Linked DNA regions of Capra hircus: region 2 is linked to region 1. A link is a contact called in public Hi-C data. All regions are on one chromosome and are shown on one strand. Each heading gives the region's core, a stretch centred on a gene start, on an enhancer-like site or on the middle of the called end of the contact. The rest is flanking DNA. Distances are from core to core; before and after follow the strand shown. Region 1 has its middle 17 kb from the start of DYNC1H1. Region 2 holds the start of MOK (MAPK/MAK/MRK overlapping kinase).

Evidence for each region. A called contact is a pair of places that touch in the nucleus more often than the background predicts.
Region 2: a Hi-C map of blood shows a contact between it and region 1, with 2.2 times the contacts expected there. The contact joins the promoter of MOK here to the enhancer-like site in region 1. A contact is called at or near these places in 3 of 5 Hi-C or Micro-C datasets (blood and liver).

The regions. Positions count from the first base shown.
Region 1 is chr21:66,092,155-66,094,854 of ARS1.2, forward strand. No RefSeq gene overlaps it. Among named protein-coding and RNA genes, the nearest start is that of DYNC1H1, 17 kb to the right of the region's middle. Within about 2 kb of position 1,402, at least 5 of the 5 cell types and tissues checked have an H3K27ac peak or open chromatin away from gene starts, as enhancers often do.
Region 2 is chr21:66,357,285-66,359,984 of ARS1.2, forward strand. MOK (MAPK/MAK/MRK overlapping kinase) reads right to left here and starts at 1,386. Exons shown (of 12, transcript XM_018066526.1): 1 at 1,183-1,386. The coding sequence starts at 1,189.

The DNA of each region.
Region 1 (2,700 bases), core at 152-2,651:
CAAGCATGTGAGATGAGTGCAATTGTGTGGTAGTTTGAGCATTCTTTGGCATTGCCTTTCTTTGGGATTGGAATGAAAACTGACCTTTTCCAGTCCTGTGGCCACTGCTGAGTTTTCCAAACTTGCTGGCATATTGAGTGCAGCACTTTCACAGCATCATCTTTCAGGATTTGAAACAGCTCAACTGGAATTCCATCACCTCCACTAGCTTTGTTCGTAGTGATGCTTTCTAAGGCCCACTTGACTTCACATTCCAAGATGTCTGGCTCTAGATTAGTGATCACATCATCATGACTATCTGGGTCGTGAAGATCTTTTTTGTACAGTTCTTCCACGTATTCTTGCCACCTCTTCTTAATATCTTCTGCTTCTGTTATTAGCTATTTATCCTTAAGTCTCAGATCTCCCTGGTGACCCATCCAGAGGCACTCAAGACCTATCCCTCAGGTCTAACCTCTCCCATAGACAGTGAGCTCAATGGGTACAAAGCCTGAGCCCGTCTTGTTCACCACCGTGCTTCCAGCGTCTAGCGCTGTGCTCTACTCATAGACTGGCTGGTTTACAATCTCAATCAAAGTCGGATGGAAGAATGAACGGTTGAAACCATCCGCCAGAAAGAAGAGCCTAACTCCACCAGGCACTTGTGCAATCAAAAGTTGTGTACAGGTAATTCCAAGTGTTCTTTTGGAGTAGACTGAGGCGTGTGCACAGGGTAACTGGGAGAAATAACGTTAGGATATTCTCTTCCCTCTAATAAGCACCTCTGAACATCTGTGCCAGATTCTATGCTGAGGAAAAAAAAAAAAAAAAAAAGCCAACGGATGGACTAAGTGGGGCCCCGTTAGTCCTGCGAGGGTTCTTAGCATATAAACCTGATGAAGCCCCCCACCCACTAACAATCCATAGGAGCTCCCAGCCGTGTCCGACTCTCTGCGACCCCATGGACTGTAGCCCGCCGGGCTCCTCTGTCCATGAGATTCTCCAGGCAGGAATACTGGAGTGGATTGCCATTTCCTACACGGCCTACCCTCCATATAATCTGAAGGGAATCCCAGAAAGTCCAGTAAAAGACCCCGGCTTAAGTATCCCTAGATAGAACGAGGAATCTCAAATCAGGGCTTGGAGCGAGAGCCAGGCCAAGACAAAACTGAGGGCGGAAGCCAAGGCTTCGGAGGAGGTCGCGGGAACAAGGCCTTTAGGGCCCGGGCAGGGAAGTTTTGAGAAACTCGTCCCATTCGCCAGAAACCAGTAAGCAGAGCCAACGTTTCCGGGTGAGAAGGACCGCAAACCGCAGGCGGGCTCAGAAAGATGACGCGAGCGGCGCGCGAAGACACACATCCGCCCCGCCCGATGCATTGTGGGGCTTCAAGTCACCAATTGGACAGCAGTCTCGCGAGCAAGCGAGATTCACGCAAAAGTCGGAGATCTCGAGGAGAGATTCCCGTCCCCGTGGCAGGGATGGGCCAATCCCAGGGCGTCCGGTCCCCGCGGGGCGCGCCGACGCCGGGGCACGTGCCCGCAGCGGTCGCGACCCGGGTAGAGGGCTTAGAGGCATGTGGAGTCAAGACGGGCTTCCGGCCGGCGAAGCTCGCAGGCTGCCGGGGAGTCCCGGCGTCCGCACGCCGCCGCCGTGGGCAAGTCCCAGCCCTGACTGAACGAGGAGCCCGCCGGAAGCGCGGTCCGGCCTTCAGTGCCCTCACCTGTGAGACGGGCCCAGGGCTGCCCCCAGGCCAGGGGAGTTGGGGTGCGTGGAACGCGCCGCCGGCTAGGAAGCGGGGCGAAGGCCAGGCGGGACTCGGCGGCTCCGGAAAGCGGGCGCCCGGTTCCACCAGCCCGGGAGGCTGACCGCGGATCACGCGCTGAGCAGAGCCCGCTGTCCTTGTCTGACTTCCGGGGCCCGCCGTCCAGAGTGGGCTTGTGGCGGTGCGAACCGCCTGCTCGCCTTGTGTCGTCTTACTAGGTCTTAGCAGCGGTATGGGGCGGCGTGGTAGAGGGGCGTCAGTGCTGACGCCGCACAGCCTGGGCGCGAAGGAGCCAGGGTTGGACCCAGGTGTCTCAGCCCGCAGGCCTTCCACCAGGTGGCTCCTGCACCCAGAGGAGCCCATGCAGCTCCTCCAGAAGGTACTCGGCTCTCGTCGGTGAGAACCGCCTGGCCCTCGTGCCCCCTTGATCTCCATCGTCGACCCCGGTGTCTGGAAGACCAGGCTCCTGGTCTTCTGGGGGCATACTCAGGATGCTGGAAGGGCGGGCGGGAGCTGCGAGTTTCACCTTAAAGCGAGGGACGGGCCATAAGCAGGCTAGGCATGGCCACCCCGGGACCCTTTCCCCAAAGAACCGGAGCCACCCACCGCCGCATTAGGAGGTGTGATCCCCCTCGAGCGGGGGGGCTCTGTGACCCTTGCGGTCATCACAGCAGCCCCTGCCTCACTTTCTTTGTTAACAGACTTAAAAAGTTTTTGGTTTGCTGCAAAGAGTAAAGGGGTACCTATGTTACACCTCATGCCACCACCACACAGCACAATTTCCTTTATCATTGACATGTTAGTATCTCCTTTGTTACTAACATCTTATGTGGTTGCTGCGTTTGCTACAATTGATTTAACGGTACAGACACGTTATTGTTAACTGGAGTCCACAGCTTGTTCAGAGTTTCTTCGTTTTTTCCCCAGTATGTTTCTTCTGCGTCAGGAGCCCGTCCAG
Region 2 (2,700 bases), core at 136-2,635, 270 kb after region 1:
TAGAGAAAGCCTGCCTGAAGCAGTGAAGACCCAGTGCAGGGAAAAATTAATTATATGAAGAAAATAAGAATGTCTTGGAAAGGATGAATGAGATGAATTAATTGTTTTAAACATCTTTGTTACACAATTTATGCCATATACCAACTACCAATTGACAATCAGGATACAATGCAAGTTTAACATCATAACTACACCCAACATAATTTAATCTTTTCACAGCAAAACAGGTTGGAATTTTTCTGGACCTCAGGTTCACAGCATAAATGACAAGTATATCTGTACAGTAATGCAAAAATAAAAAAGCAGCCCATTCTAGTTGATTACGCTTGGATTGTTCATAATCCACAAATTGAAGCACAGATAAATATGGTACCCCTCACATTTTCAAGGATGACTATCTCATTTCATAACTTCCCAGCAACGCTCTGTTACTGAAAGGCTCTTCCAAAATTTCTGTAAAGAAGTTCTGACAAAAGCAGTACTGTCGCTGCTTCTGAGTCGCTTCAGTCGTGTCCGACTCTGTGCGACTCCATAGACGACAGCCCACCAGGCTCCGCCGTCCCTGGGATTCTCCAGGCAAGAACACTGGAGTGGGTTGCCATTTCCTTCTCCAACGCATGAAAGTGAAAGTGAAGTCGCTCAGTCGTGTCCGACTCCTAGCGACCCCATGGACTGCAGCCCACCAGGCTCCTCCATCCATGGGATTTGCCAGGCAAGAGTACTGGAGTAGGATGCCATTGCCTTCTCCGAAAGCAGCACTACCTGACCCCCAAATAATAATAAAGTAAAATACACAGCCCAGCTTTCCTCTCAACTGCCTACTAAACCAATGACAATAAAAGGTAGGAAGCCACACTGTAACCGCTCACTACATTACTGCCAAATGTTTTCAACCCACCATTTAAAAGAATGAAAAACTCCCCAGACTCTAATGTAACCTCGCACCAAAACAAACCTCAGCTGGACTCGGGTCGACGTTCTGAGACCCCTCACAGCCCGACCAGCCCTGAACCCCTCGGGCTGCCCGCTCCGGCTGCCCCCGGGGACGCGGGTCCCCAACAGCCCACCGAGATTTGGGGTCCCCACAGTGCCCACCTCCCACGCCCACCGAGAGCCTGGCGAAGCCGGCCCCCACCCGCCGCCACTCGCCCTCTGGTCCCGCCCCTCGGGGCTCCACTCAACTCTTCATCCTGGATGCGGAAGCCGGCGACAACCCCTTGCCGATACTGGACGGAGAAGAAAGGGATAGAAAGTGTGGGCCCTGGCTTCCACTCCTTAGAGCCAGGGTCCCGAACTAGGACCTCCGTGGTGGTCCCTAAACGGAGAGCGTTAAGATCCGGCCGCCATGTTGTATCCCTGTCACCCTAGCAACCGTCAGGTCCCGACCACTCCGAGGCCGGAGACCGCGCGTGCGCAAAACGACCTATCGGCGCCCTCTGGCCCTACATGTACGCGTGCGCAGTATGGCCCGCCTCCTCACTCTAGTTGCTAAGCAACCCTCCTCGCAGCCTTAAGCTGGTCCGGGTTTTTGAGTGTAGGCGGCTTTCTCTGGGATCGCTCTCCCCAGCCGTCCTGAGAATTTAGTGATTTGGGACCTAATGCCTGGACGAAAGCCTTGAGCTTTAACTGGGCTGAGACACACTAAATAATTGTCAATTGATACCTTTTCTGTGCAGTCGCATGTTACAATTGAATATCCATTGACTGTAGATAATATAGTCCCGTGATTCAAGATTCAAAAATATCAAAAACAGAACAGAGTGGAAATCCTCCCTCCCACTGTTCTGTCCCCAGTTCCTCTCCGCATAAAGTAGGTAACTCACAAGAGATCTTTTTTTTTTTTTTTCCCTCTTTCTTACACCAGTGGTAGTCTCGCATAGACTCTGCTTTGTATTTTGCACTTTTTACTTGATACTTTAACTTGGATGCTTTCCCCTAACAGGACCCAAAGAGCTTCATTATTTTATTTAATGGCTCTTCTAGTTCATGGTTGTCTGTGTGCCCGCTCAGTCGTGCCCGACTCTTTGCGACCCCATGGACTGTAACCCACCAGGCTCTTCTGTCCATGGGATTCTCCAGGCAAGAATACTGAAATGGGTTGCCGTTTCTTCCTCTCGAGGACCTTCCTGACCCAGGGATCTAACTCTCATCTCCTTCGACTCCTCGATTGACAAGCGGATTCTTAACCCCTGAGCCACCTGGGAAGTTCGACTTCATGGCTGCACCGTCTCTTATTTAACTGGTTCTCTGCTGGACATCTCAGTTGTTTCTAATAAGCTGATCTTTCACACACTGCTGCAGTGACCAGCCCTGAACATACATCATGTTCCATACGTTCGTGTGTACCCATAGGAGAAATTCTTCAAGTGGAGCTGCTGAGTCAAAAGGTTGTTGCTGTTGTTGTTCAGTTGCTAGGTAGTGTCCGACCCTTTGCAACCCCATGGACTGCAGCATGCCAAGCTTCCCTGTCCTTCACTGTCTCCTGGAGTTTGCTCAAATTCATGTCCCTTGAGTTGGTGATACTATCTAACCATCTCATCCTCTGCCTCCCTCTTCTCCTTTGCCTTCAATCTTTCCTAGCATCAGGAGCTTTTCCCGTGAGTCACCTTTTCGAATCAGAAGGCCAAAGTATTGGCGCTTCAGCTTCAGCATGTCTTTTCGATAAATATTCAGGGTTGATTTCCTTTAGGATTGATTGGT